3 separate regions of the Sus scrofa genome follow, and all the other regions are linked to region 1. A link is a contact called in public Hi-C and HiChIP or PLAC-seq data. All regions are on one chromosome and are shown on one strand. The core of a region is the stretch at or near the end of the contact, and the rest is flanking DNA. Distances in the headings are between cores, read along the strand shown.

Region 1 (4,676 bases), core at 1,455-3,954:
GCCAGGGAATGCACCAGCACCTCCACAGAGATGAGCTAGATCATTAACCCACTGTACCACGGTGGGACCTCCCCAGATTTTTTTTTTTTAAGTGGCCTTTTCTTTTTGATTCTTGGATTCATTCTTTGTGTTTTGTGCTTAGTCTTCTACAAGAGAATGACTTGGTGTTGCATTTAAAAAAAACAGCTCACAATGAGCCCAGTGAGAAAAGTGCTGCATTTAAGGTACTAGAGGGGCATGATAGAAGTAGAGGACACTCGCCCTTCATACGTAATTCTCATCACTGAAATAACCATGGCATCTTTAAAGCTGTGGGCTGTTTGAGCTGAACTAAGAATATACTCATTATATAGCTCCTTTTTTTTTTTTTAAGTCTAATGTTCTGTCTAGGGGAATCTCACTTACATGGAAACCCTGTTTATTAGCACTGTTAATTATCTTATAAAAGTAGACATCTCGAGGCTCCATTTCCATATTATGTGGCACTTGGGTAGCTTGTCCCTCATGTGTCAACATTAAATTTTGTGGAATTATATCTAATAGGAAAATGCCCTTTAAGGGCATGAGAACTACCTTCTTTTTTAGTATCCACCATGTGCCATGAATGGATGTCATCTTATTCAATCTTTAAATAATCTCATGAGTTATTTGCATCTCCATGTTACTAACAAAGAAAATGGAATTCAAAGAGATTAAATAATTTGCCCAACTGAAGCTAGGACTATTAGTTTATGAACATAGAGAAGGTTGGTTACTTTTGCAGATGGAAATTTGAGCTCTATGGGATTATAGCTATTGAAAGTTTTTTTTCTTTAAGCTGAACTGTACCAGAGCCAACTTGCTGCTCTGAGGATAAGGCTATTGGTGTCTAGAGAAGACTTTTTTTTTGGTTCCCTTAGAAATGTTGGGCTTTTTGTTCTAATTAAATTGGACTCAGAATAGGGACATTTCCTAGGCACACACCACATAATCACTCCTACTCTTAATATCTAAAGCTGTCATAGTGATTGGAGAGAAGAATTTGTCAGCAGTGGTGTAATTTTCATTGATATATGTTCCAGCAAGTGTCAGTTTTTCTTCAACTCCTGCTGACGGCTTGAACTGGCATTAAAAAATATTTATTCAAACTTAAAACCTTGTAAGTTACAGTATGATACAACTTATTAACCTGTGCAGTATTGTCTTTACAACCCATTCAGGTTTGCTTGAATGGATCTGAAGCAGACACCATTTAAGACGGGTGCTGTATAATACAACTTCTATATATGTGGGTCCAGAAAATAAAACTGAGCCTATGTCTTTTAAAAAAAAAAAAAAACATGTTAAGCAGCTTACCCCAGTGGGGATCTTACCAGACATCTCCCCATTTGGTCACTTCTGAGGGAACTCCAATCCTGAGGGAACAGTTAGTAATTGGGAATTGAGTGTTTATAAAATGGGGATAGAAGGTGTAACTGGTGGATCCTGGCCATCCCTCTGTGAGGAGACTTTTGCTTTGCTACAGGGATGGGGGTCTTATTTTATCCCTGCAATCTGAAGCTGCTTCCTTTTCTTAAGTCTTTTATTTTGCTTTTGTAAAGTATTACAAATTCTGGACATGTTTGTAAAGTAATTGCTCAAGATTTGTATAAAATGTTGTTTACAGATCTTTTAATAAACAAAAAATTCCGTGGATCTCTTGGGAGAATCTTAAATGGCTTAAGTTGTAGATTTTTTACTTCAGTTAAATCTATATAGCTAGCACACTTAATTAATGGTAGGTTAAAAGATAATCCTAGGTTCAAGCTTAATAACCGTGGCCGACATTTCCAGGCTCTTGGCAAAGTCTGGGTCGATATTTGCACACCGGACACGGTATAGAGTCCTACCTACCTTATTTAGTCTTCCCCTGCTTAATCAAAGGGAGCTGGAAATAGGTACTGGCAGTATCACGAGTGTTAGGATGCAATGAGAAAGATTGTCCTGTTACCAGAAGCCCTAAAAGCAAAATGATTGGATTTTATACACGTCCTGAAGGCAAAAATCAGTTTTTTAAAAGATGAGGTTAGTGGGCAGTTACCAATCTCGCCCCGGGGGAAGATCAGGTTCCTTTTGTTAGGCACACTCCAGACTCCAAAGCTTCGCAGTTTTCACTGGAGTCTAACGCCCACTTCTAGAGTCTGCGAGAGCTGCACTTATTCCACTTATTCGGTGCAAAGATTCTCAAGGGACGGAGAACAATAGTGCAGATAGAGCAAGGAAGTGAAAAGGGAGAGTAGTTTAACCGAAGACTGGAAGGTTAGGGGAATAAAGCCGAGGTGGGAAACCAGGATCCTTCTCTTCGCTAAATCTTGCAGCGAGTTCCCTCAAAAGTTTTATTAAAGGGTTTCCCCTCCCTCAAAAGTTTTATTAAAGGGTTTCCCCTCCCAGATATCAGCGAGCCGGAGGAAACCAAAAGTCCCAACTCTTCCACTTGGCTGCCAATCGGAGGCAAAAAAGCGCAGCAGGTGGGGACAGGAAATTGAGACGTTCCTGCAGACTCCGGAGCCACACAACATGACGTCACGTCCGACCAAAACAAGAAGGCTGGACAATTTCTAGTTAGCACGCCCTCGGAATTAACTGAGCATGCGCCAAAAGCTATTACGCAAGCGACGTGCTTAGGACAGTGTCGGCGCTGACGATAGACGTGATTACATGTTCGACGTGATTACGTAGGTGTCGGACGTCGGCAACGTGATTATGTTAATATCGGGTGCAGGCCTATTTAAGCGAGCCTGAGCCCGCGCAGACTCAGAGAAGTCAGGCGAGCCCAAGAATGGCGGGCACCGGTTTGGTGGCTGGAGAGGTTGTTGTAGACGCGCTGCCGTATTTTGACCAGGGTTATGAAGCGCCTGGTGTGCGGGAAGCGGTAAGTTCCGGGTGTCTGTGTGACTGACTCAGCGCTCGCGGACACTTCGGGCTGGAAGACTGACCTAACGATGTGCTCCTCTTATTTTGGCCTCTGTTCTCTTTCTTAGGCCGCGGCGTTGGTAGAGGAGGAAACTCGCAGGTACCGACCTACCAAGAACTACTTGAGCTACCTGACAGCCCCAGATTATTCCGCTTTTGAAGTGAGTGTGATATTTTGAGTCCACGTTATAAACCAGGATCCTGTGAATCTTTGTTTTGGATTGAGAGCCTTAGCCACACAAAAGTGAATTTCAGATTCCAGCTTTAACTGTTACTTGCCTAGCCACAGCTTACTCATTGGTATAGGTAGTGTCAGTCAATTGAAAATAGCTGCATGGATAAACTGTCTCCCGGGTTCTTATTCTTAGAGCCACAGAAGGACTTTCTAGGGCTTCGCGAACTGATCTAACAATGCAAAAACGAATGTTAACGTTTTTCCGAGGTAGGTTCACTGCGTAAATTCTCAAAGGGATCCTTTTCTCTTTAAGGTCTACTGCAAAACAAGTGATCTAGGGTTTTTTAAATACACAAAAGCCTAGTTACCTAAGCTTCTGAGAACCACTGGAGGGCGGTCTTTGAACCAAAGTTTAAGTATTTTCTGAATCTGTGAGAATGACTGAAGAGACAAACCGTATCTAAGTAATGCACCCTTTAAATATTTAGAAGTGCATCTGTAATACTATTTAGGGTCTAATCAGCTAAATGAAATGTAAAATATTTCTAAATTAATGGATTCTGTTAGGCATTTTAGTATATACATGTTCCGTTTTTCCCCATATCTGGTAACCATTTATTTACAAAAGAAATCTCTTATAAAAAGCAGTATTTCTATTGAAGTAACATGAAAAAAATATATCGGTTAAGTTTTAAGTAGGAGAGAGATGTTCCTATGGCATCCTGTTTTCCCATGCTTTTTCTAAATGTCACCCAAATGTAGATGTTACAGTATTAAGAACTATGCACAGGAGTTCTTGTCCTGGCTCACGTGGTTAACGAACCTGACTAGTATCCATGAGGGCTTGGGTTCGATCCCTGGCCATGCTCTGTGGGTTAAGGATCCAGTGTTGCCGTAAGCTGTGATGTAGGTCACAGAGGCCACTGGGTCTGCGTTGCTGTGGCATAGGCTGGCAGCTACAGCTCTGATTCAACCCCTAGCCTGGGAACTTCAGCATGCCAAGGCTGTGGCCCTAAAATGACAAAAAAACAAAACAAAAAAAAAACTAGGTACAGTAATAATAAGTCCTTATTAGCCTGATTTCTGAAAATTTCAGATAACTTCATTCAATCACAAACTTTTAAACACTTGAACAGGTTTTCTTTTTTGGTCTCTTGAGTAGAACCTATACTTCTATCTTTATAATTAGTATAGTGATTCTTAATAGTAGGAGCTAATAGTGTACTGAGCTCACTATCTCAGTCCTAAAAGCAGTCCTGTGAATTGTAAACTGTATGTTTTTTATACCAGTTTTTTGGATAGGAAAAGTGCAGCTTACTAACTTCCCCATGATCTTCAAACTGCCTTTGAAGCTGCTCTTTCATTAATTCATTTAACAACTATTTCTGACATTCTTTTTAAGTTATTGGGGAACAGGAGTTTACATTCTAGAGTGTAGAGACGGATCAGAAATTATTAGATTATTGGTAAAGCTACATGGAGAATTAAAGTAATGATGTGATACAGAGTGACTGGGTGACTACTTTAGATAGGATGGTTGAGGAAGGCCTATGTAATCTGAGATGATACT
Region 2 (4,676 bases), core at 987-3,486, 190 kb before region 1:
TTTTTTTTTTTACTTCAACATTAATCTGAAAAAATATTGTTGCCTTAAAAATGTGATCTTCTAAAAATGAAACCTACCTCTATGAGTGGCAATTGTAGAATGAATAAATCATTTAAGCTAGTGATTTAAATAAAATTAGTCTTACTTTATTGGAACTTAAATATGTGCTTCTGGGTTTATACATACTTGCATTTCATGTTAAATGTAAATTGATACTAATTATGGATCAGGGAGGAATAAAGGCAATTGAGATAAAAGGAGAATGATGAAATAGTTATATAATTTAAGAAGGTCTTTAGAAGCTATAGTTAGATGGTAGAAATTGAGACTTTATTCTTATTCATATGAATTGTTTTTATAGAATGTAGTGATACTATTATTTTTTACATTTTCCTTTGCTGTGATATTTGAGAATGTGTGCTCTTAGACCTAATTCTACTTTTAGCTCAGCTTCACATGACTTTGTTTCTAGTGCAAGAGCCCAGGACAGTTTCTCTGTAACACTAGGTTAGAATATCCAAACTAGATCTATTGCTGCAGAGAGATCAGAAGGAAAAAAAAAGAAGAGCTAGCTTGATATATTTATATTCTGTACTTCCCAACTGAACATTCCACTTTCTAAAAACAACTTACACTGTTGTCCAGTCCTATTCATTCAACAAGCTTTTGAGAGCTGTCTATGCCAGGTGTTGTCAGGAACCAGTGATGCAACGATGAATGTCACAAGTCCTGTTCTAAAGTATCACTAGCTAGTATAAATAATTATAGTAGAATGAGCTGTGAAAGCACTGAAAGTGAAGCAAATATGTGTTCCTGGGAAAGCGTGGGAAGGCAATAAAGAGGCTGCTCTTTAATGAGATTAGACCAATAACAACAGAGGCAAAGAGAAAAATCTTTGAACATCAGAAGTAGGATATTGCTTCCTCTTATAATTCAAGATGATTTGCTCAGAATTGGAGGTTATACGCTGTCCTTCCCTGCACTTATTTCAATGCGTATGTTTAGATTTTGTTTTATTATTGAATGGTGCTAGACTACAAATTCTTTGAGGACAGAACCATATCCGTTTGTTGTTACTACTGTATGCATTCCAGCGATGTCACTTAGGAGATGCCAGACAAATATATGTTCAAAGAGAAAATAAAATGGGTGGGAGAGTTCTCAGAAGAGTAACTGGTCATTTTTGATCCAACACTGTCAAGTAAGAGAGCCACAGAATACGTGAAAAGCATTCCTCTCACCAGAGGGAACTGCTCTAAAGCTTGTCAAGGGATAATTCATTGAACTTTTCTGTGGACAGAATTAACCATTTTCTTCCTTTCCTCTTTCTCCCTTGGATGAATCATCCATTTGCCCTGATTTCAACCTTTTGGTTACTGATTCAGTCTCTTTGATTACCTGACACACTAATAACATCTTCTGGTAACTTGAAAGGTCAGTTGAAGGAGTTTTGGGGTTTTTTTTGTTTGTTTGTTTGTTTTTTGTCTTTTTTGTCTTTTTGCCATTTCTTGGGCCGCTCCCGCGGCATATGGAGGTTCCCAGGCTAGGGGTCCAATCGGAGCTGTAGCTGCCAGCCTATACCAGAGCCACAGCAACGCGGGATCCGAGCTGCGTCTGCAACCTACACCGCAGCTCACGGCAACACCAGATCGTTAACCCACTGAGCAAGGGCAGGGATCGAACCCACAACCTCATGGTTCCTAGTCGGATTCGTTAACCACTGCACCACGACGGGATCTCCGAAGGAGTTTTTTAATGATTATGCTACCCTGCTCCCTCTTGTCCGTCTGTTGCACACAATACAGTTTGTGGGAGACAAATTTTTCACTTAAGGCATCCAAATCACTTTGCTAAAAACCAACTCTATACTAATGAAAACTCCAGTCTAAAGCAGCAGATGAGAGAAAGCTTACACTGTACATAAAAAGAAACTGGAGTTTAGGAGCTTCGGGATTATCTCTCGGAAAAGAGAAATCTTTTATATGACATTCCTGATATGCCCTCCAAGCTATTCGCCCTCGCGGCTGTTTTACCCAGGTCTCTCTGCCTGAAGCATACTCAGGTGTGCAAATCTAAGAGAGGCCAAAAGTCACCCGCCGCCCCGCCCCTTGCGTCCCAGCGGAGTCAGCAAACACTGAGGTTGTTTCCCGCAGCTCACGGGGTAGAGAATCTTAGGGAACGTAGACACCATCTTGGTTGTGGTTAAATGCAGGGTACAAGCTGGCGTCACTCTTCCTTCGTGCGCAGGCGTGTTAGGGATACGCTCCACCCCCCCTTCCTGTGCACGCGCTCGGAGCCCGCAACTCTCGCGAGAGAAGCGAGATTTATTCCTACGTACCGGGCCGTGCTGCTTATGGCGGCGCTGGAGAGGGGGCGCTGAGCTGTTGGGGTAAGTACGACCTCAGGGTCTAATTGGGGGCAGCAAGGACCCGGGCTAAAGGCAGATGTGAAGACCGAGACGAACGGGAGAGACTTCAGAGTTAGATTGGGCACTCCTAGAGCTCCGGGTAGGAAAGAACTCAGCCTGAGTCCCTACCTCAGGCTTTTCCATTCCCTCCTAGTTCGGCTGTCTAGGCCTCACGTTAAGTTGCAGAGTCGAAGAGAAGAATCGAGGCCCGACGGCCGCGTGTGGTAGCAGTGGTGGTGACTAAAGTGGGGGGAGGGAGCGAAAATGGAGGCTCCGACCGCAGCCAAGATGGAGGCAGGGGTGCGGGGCTCGGGCGCGGAGGCTGCTGGGAGTTGTAGTCTGGCTTAGTCCTTCTCTGTGGTTTGATAGGGGAACGGGAACTACAAGTCCCGGCGGGCGGGGTGAGGGGGTGGTGGCGCGGTCCTTTGTGTGATGCTGGAAGAGCCGGAGGCTGAGGAGAGGGGCCTGCTCTGACTCTGGACCCCATAGTTTCTTGCCACCTTCTGGCTTGGGCATCTGACTACGAGTACCAGAGCGCATTGCGGTAGTGGCGCCTCCTTTGTGTACGGACTGAGACCTCACTCCACCTAAGTGCTTAGAGACACCCCCTTTCCTCGGCCACATCTGGCACTGTAGCGCGGCCAAATTGTCGTCCTTCTTTCCATTCACCTAGAGCTGTCTGTCTTGGGTCTCAACACCCACCTAAGCCTCCCTTAGGTTCTTAAGAAAAGGAACCAACCCCTTAGGCACATGGCTCTCACCCCCTGTCCTTGGGGTTGGGGCGAACTCTGTGAGAGGTCAATGGAGTTCTTACCACCTTCTCTTGTTCTTATGGTGCAGGAGCCTGGCCCACATTGTGCAAAGATCGGCTTGGCTTCATCATTCTAAGTAGAGTTAGTTTTTTCTAGAGCCCTGGTCAGAGACACTTTGGAGGTTTTTAACCCCCGATGTTTCATCAGTCCGAAATCTTAGTGCCACGGGTGTTTTTGCTTTAAGGTTTTCCTTTAGAAACATTCAGATGGCTCCTCTCTTGCTTGACTCTCAAGTGAGGCAGGGTATGCTCTCTAAAACAGATCTCAGACTGCAAATAAAAAATCTGAACATTGTGCGATTGATTTCCTTGTTTTGCACCTAAAAGAGCAGAATAATGTGGTCCTCTTTTTAAACAGTTGAGGGACAGCGTGGAGAGGGATGGAGAACGCCCAAAGGCACTGTGATAGTTAAATATTTAAATCTGAAGGACTTAGCTTTTTACCAGAATGGTTCGAACTGGCAGCTAGCTCTTGGCCAGAGCTTCAAATCAATAAAATGTAAGTACCAAATTATAGCCACTAATATAAGTTATTCCATATCAAAACGCTGAGTAATTTTCATTTTTAGTTTGAAGCATTTTCAATACTATATTGAGGGGAAATAAAATAATTTGGTGTCCTTTTAGTACTAATCAATATTGTGTATTTATTGTTGGTGTAGGTAAAGGGGTGGAGTCATAAAATCTTGATAAATTTTCAGCCATGTTTCTTCTTTTTTCCTTTTAGCCATAGGCCCGAAATAAAAGATGGTAGTGGTTTGAGTGATTTTGCAGCTGCTCTGGATGTTTACTCTTGAGATGAGTATTTATAGCAGCTGAGTTGAAAAGTAAAGTATTTGAGGCACAGAAGATAGGTTTTCTTTTTTTGTAAATAAGTTCTGACTTAATAAGTATGATCTTCAGAGTATAGTTAAATTCTGGTAAATTCCTAGCAAATCAAAAATGAGAATGTGAAAGCTAACATGTAGTCCTGCTTTATCCCATTCCTGTTTTCCCCTCCTTTCATCTAAAGACAGACATTGCAGGGCTGTACAACATTTAAAGAATTTTTTTTTTAGTTGTGGTAAGATATACATATATATAGCATTTTAACCACTTTAAAAAAAGTGTATGGTTCAGTAGCATTAAATTCATTCACATTATTGTGAGAACTATACCTTTGACAAGGAAGTTTAAACATGGAAATGCAATGTGGATAGATTTTTAAGGCGTTGAATATGAGGACTGTACTACAAAATGAAAATCTTGAGATCTTTTTAAATAAACACAGGGCATTGATTTTCTTAGTTTAGACTTTTCAGAAAACGAAGAGGAAACTGCTTTGATATCTTTGACCCAGACTGTCTTATAGAGAGCTGTAAAATTTGTACGATTTTTCATAATGATTAAACTAGAAGAACTATAACTGTTTTTTAAGACCAAATAGCTAGAATGTCTTCAGTGATGAAACTGCTGTGG
Region 3 (4,676 bases), core at 1,614-4,113, 150 kb before region 1:
TTTTTGTTGTTGTTGTTGTTGTTGTTGTTGTTGTTGCTATTTCTTGGGCCGCTCCCGCGGCATATGGAGGTTCCCAGGCTAGGGGTCGAACCGGAGCTGTAGCCACCAGCCTACGCCAGAGCCACAGCAACTCGGGATCCGAGCCGCGTCTGCAACCTACACCACAGCTCACGGCAACGCCGGATCATTAACCCACTGAGCAAGGGCAGGGACCGAACCCGCAACCTCATGGTTCCTAGTCGGATTCGTTAACCCCTGCGCCACGACGGGAACTCCACGTCCTCTTTTTGAACCTCTTGTCTTTGTCTAAATTTTAGTTCCATAGATGTGGCCCAATGAAACATTAATTGGGTGCTTACAGTATAATAAGTCTTAAGTATAAAAAGATTATATAGTTCTGAAGGATTCTGCTTAGCTCTTTTTCTTCCATCAAGCAATTTCTAGGTTATATGCTGCATAAAATTCTAATTTTATAGTTTTTACACTGTGTTTTTGTTTTGGTTAATAACATTTTAGCATGTGAAGAGCTGAGAGTTTCTGGAAATATTTCTTCATATTTTCCTTTTCTAAGGTTTTTCATACCCGCTACTTTGTTTTGTATGTCTGTGGAACTGGTCTTTCTAGTTGCTGACCAGTATAGGGATGCCCCTCACTCAAATGATTCTTCCAGCTCCTACGCAGTAATAAACTGTGAGTTGGGAATAAAAACAAAAACGAACTTGACTGTCCTGTCTTTCCAGCTAGTTAGCTAGGTGAGGCAAGAGTCCCCTCTCATTAAAACTGAGTCATTTGGTTAGGTGAAAATACACTCCTCTGCAAATACCATCTTCTTACCAAGTGTTACTTCTCACTTCTTGATTTTGTCACAGCGAGGGCCCCAAGGCTGTTGCAGCTCCACGACCTGATAGGCTGGTCAATCGTTTGAAGAACATCACCCTGGATGATGCCAGTGCTCCTCGCCTAATGGTTCTTCGTCAGCCAAGGGGACCAGATAACTCAATGGTACGAAGGTGTACAAGGTTTGGGGGCACAACCACTGACAGACCAATATTCTATTTGAAGTCCTATTTTAGACTCAGAGAGCTTAATTTACCAAGAAGCTGCACTGTTACTTATAACGAGTTAGGATTCCCTGCCCATTGTTTCAGCCACTAACATAACAGGTGTTTACAATAAGAAGCACATTTCGTGGTGTTCCTGATACTTTGAACATAGTTTAGGCAATAGATCAGGATGGCTTACTGTAAGATGTCCAGTTCTTTTCTGCCAGAGAATTTGTGGTGGCTGAGACAGTTTAATGCTTTTGTAGTCCATTTTGGAATTGTGAATGTACTGTGTGGTTGTCATTAACTGCAATTTTATTTCTTCACAGGGATTTGGTGCAGAAAGAAAGATCCGTCAAGCTGGTGTCATTGACTAACCACATCCACAAAGCACATCATTAATCCACTATGATCAAGTTGGGGGGATTCTGGTGAAGGGTTCTGAATATCTCCCTTTTCATCCCTCCCAAAATCTGGAATACTTATTATATTGAGCTATTACACCAGTTTTAACACCTTCCTCGTGTTATGTTTAAAAAAATAAATAAATTTAAGAAAACCATTTTAAAATTATGCACAGTTGCAGCCTGGAAAACTTAAGGTGGCGCCTTATAGTATCAATTTTAGGAGCTTTATTTGGTGCATTTAACGCAACTGGTAATTGCAAAATCCACTTCGCCTGTGTAAGTGATACAGACTGTTATCGTGTTGGCCCAATGAAATTCTGCACTTGGTATTTAGTATATACCTTCATTACTTCTGGCAAGATATTCTGCCTTAGCACTCAGTTGCATTCTTTTTCCTTTTCTTTTCTTTCCTTTTCATTATGCTTTAATTCTGAGGACTATATGAGGGTAGAATACATTAAAAATTACAGAAATTTGTATAGGCAAACCATTTCCTTAAGTTGATGGCCAAATGTTAAAATGTTATTTTTCATATCATTTATAATCTTGTCAAAAAGTCCACTTAACCAAGTTTGGTTAGATTTCAGTGAAAATTATCTTCCAGAGTAGGGTGTTTTTTTGTTTTTTTTCTACCCCCCCACCCCGGGATTGGGGGGTAACTTTACTACAATTAGTATGTATGGTGCAGAATTTCATGCAAATGAGGTGTGCCAGCAGTATGATAATTTAAACATATTTAAACAAAAAAAAAGACGAATGCACAAACTTGCTGCTGCTTAGATCACTGCAGCTTCTAGGACCCAGTTTCTTTTAATGATTTCAAAACAAAACAAGAAAATAAAAAAGTTGTGCCTGAAATGAATCTTGTTTTTTTTATAGTAGCCGCCTGGTTCCTGTGTCCTGTAAAAATACAGGCACTTGACCCTTGGTGTAGCTTATATTCAACTTTATATCACGGGAACGGATTGGTCTTGATTTCTTGGCCCTCATCTTGAATTGGCCATATACAGGGTCCCTGGCCAGTGGACTAAAGGCTTTGTCTTAAGATGACAAGGGTCAGCTCAGGGGATGTGGGGGAGGGTGCTTCTGTCTTCCCCGTTGTCGTTTGAGGTTTTGATCTTCTCTGGGTAAAGAGGCCGTTTATCTTTGTAAACATAACATTTTTGCTTTCTCCGGTTTTCTGTTAATGGCGAAAGAATGGAAGCGAATAAAGTTTTACTGATTTTTGAGACACTAGCACCTAAGCGCTTTCATTATTAAAACGTCCTGTATGGGAGGGACGGGTCTGGGTGCGGCCTGCCGCGTGACTCTGGGTCGGAGGCCCACGTGGCTGGGGCGGGGACTCCGGCGCCCGGGGCGCTGACTGATTACGTAGCGGGCGGGGCCGGAAGTGCCGCTCCCTGGTGGGGGCTGTTCATGGCGGTTCCGGGGTCTCCAACATTTTTCCCGGTTGTGGTTCTAATCTGTCCCAAGCGGAGGCGGCGGAGCTTGAGGTAAGTCTTTGGCGTGTGTAGCATTCGGCTTTGGAGCATACTGATGACTCCTTGTTGCCAGGAGTCGAGCGGAACCTGAGAGCTGGAGACAAAGGCCCTGGGCGGGAGGTTTGGGGTGGGGGGTTCTTTCGTTCTGATCCCTTATGGGGGAGCTCTTTGGATACGGGTAGGGGAGTAAGAAGAGGGGGCCACCTGAAGGCCGCCCCCTAGAGCTGAGAAGATTTGCAGGACGAGTAGGAAGAAGGGTTTCCTTTACCCTAGGCTGAGGGCGGGGCCCAAAGACTTGAAAAATAGATGAGGGTGGGGGTAGCTGGAACATTAATCCAGAATTCTGTGGCCAACAGTAACCTGCAAATGTTTTTGCACTCCTGAATCACTTTGAGGACCAAGTGGGTGAAAGTATGGAACCGATACATTTCAAACTCTGGTTTTAGTTACTGTTGATTACAGAAAGCTTTGAAGTACTGTAGATGTGGTTCGCCAGTTAACCCTAACTGCTGCTTTCCCACAGGTTCTTGCTGGTGTGAAATGACTGAGTACAAACTGGTGGTGGTTGGAGCAGGTGGTGTTGGGAAAAGCGCACTGACAATCCAGCTAATCCAGAACCACTTTGTAGATGAATATGATCCCACCATAGAGGTGAGGCCCAGTGGTAGTGCGCTGACCCTTAGCCGCTCTCTAGGTTTACTCTTAGCCATTCCCTTTCCCATCCCCTTCAGCTATACTTTAACTTAACTAAAGGAGTAATCTGGAGAGAAAGTAAAATTGTTTGGGACACTGTGTTCAGTAATACAATAAGTAAAGCTTTCCATGTTTGTGAATAAGGGTTCACTTTATTAGCTGCTGAACATTTTCTAAAATCAGTTTTGTAAACTATTGCAGAATCAATGTTGAACTCCAAGTTTCTACATATATGATAGCTCTGTTAAAAAGAAGCACGGGCCATAGATAGAATAATTGAATAATAGCAGGATGGAGATAAAGGATTCGGAGATGGGTGTTTTTTAGCTAGTTGAAGCAGCTGAGACTGAGTTGGGGTAGAAAGAGTATGAAATTTTGAGTCACTGTGCCTGGGAATACGGTCCCTCTTTGCAGTTTCTGTAGTAATGTGATAGTGAGCAAATCATTTAATCTCTCTGAGCCTCATTTTCCTCATCTATTAAATTACAATAAACTTGTTTTTGCCTGCCACTCAAGGGATGTTGTGAAAAACTATTAAAATTTTGTGATTGGTAGAGCACTGCTGTAACTATTACTTATTTAAAGATTCTTTTGTTTTTGCGAGAGTTCATGTTACACATGGGCTTCAGTAAATGGCATCTAAAGTCCTTTAAGTACAGAATTTTGTAATCTTATTCAATTTAGAATGTCTAATTCTAGAGATTATTTTATTTTAATCCACACCCTGCTCTTCCTACCACCCAGCCACTGAGTGTTTAAGGCAAGCTAATTCTTATAGAGTCGTTACTAAAAATTAGTCATTAGTCCTTGGCAGAATTTATTTTAGGCCTAATAGCTTTAGTGTTCATGGTTAGAACATTTTATTATTTTTTCAGTTTTATTTATTTTATATTTTATAAAATATTTTTATAAATAAAATGTATTTTATTTTATCTATATCTTAAATTTGTGTATACTATGTAACCGCCATGTAGATAAAAATATAGACTATTTCTAATGCCCAGGAGAGTTTTTTCATGCTCCTTTCTAGTCAAACCCCCATACCCTGCCAG

Evidence for each region. Hi-C and Micro-C count contacts between places; a contact is called where the count stands out from the background. HiChIP or PLAC-seq counts read pairs in DNA pulled down with a chosen protein or histone mark.
Region 2: a Hi-C map of skeletal muscle shows a contact between it and region 1, with 5 times the contacts expected there. The contact joins the promoter of CSDE1 here to the promoter of BCAS2 in region 1. A contact is called at or near these places in 1 of 5 promoter capture datasets (liver), 3 of 47 Hi-C or Micro-C datasets (heart right ventricle, liver and skeletal muscle) and 2 of 2 datasets of contacts at active chromatin or transcription factors (alveolar macrophages and skeletal muscle).
Region 3: an H3K27ac HiChIP or PLAC-seq map of alveolar macrophages shows a contact between it and region 1. The contact joins the promoter of NRAS here to the promoter of BCAS2 in region 1. A contact is called at or near these places in 1 of 5 promoter capture datasets (liver), 4 of 47 Hi-C or Micro-C datasets (alveolar macrophages, heart right ventricle, liver and 1 more) and 2 of 2 datasets of contacts at active chromatin or transcription factors (alveolar macrophages and skeletal muscle).

Annotation. Positions count from the first base shown.
Region 1 is chr4:105,989,854-105,994,529 of Sscrofa11.1, forward strand. It overlaps BCAS2 (BCAS2, pre-mRNA processing factor), which reads left to right and starts at 2,705. Exons shown (of 7, transcript NM_001244424.1): 1 at 2,705-2,890; 2 at 3,000-3,092. The coding sequence starts at 2,798.
Region 2 is chr4:105,802,276-105,806,951 of Sscrofa11.1, forward strand. It overlaps CSDE1 (cold shock domain-containing protein E1), which reads left to right and starts at 2,237. Exons shown (of 19, transcript XM_005655417.3): 1 at 2,237-2,389.
Region 3 is chr4:105,843,050-105,847,725 of Sscrofa11.1, forward strand. It overlaps NRAS (NRAS proto-oncogene, GTPase), which reads left to right and starts at 2,864. Exons shown (of 7, transcript NM_001044537.1): 1 at 2,864-2,943; 2 at 3,455-3,582. The coding sequence starts at 3,472. It overlaps CSDE1 (cold shock domain-containing protein E1), which reads left to right. Exons shown (of 19, transcript XM_005655417.3): 18 at 870-1,002; 19 at 1,373-2,686. The coding sequence ends at 1,420.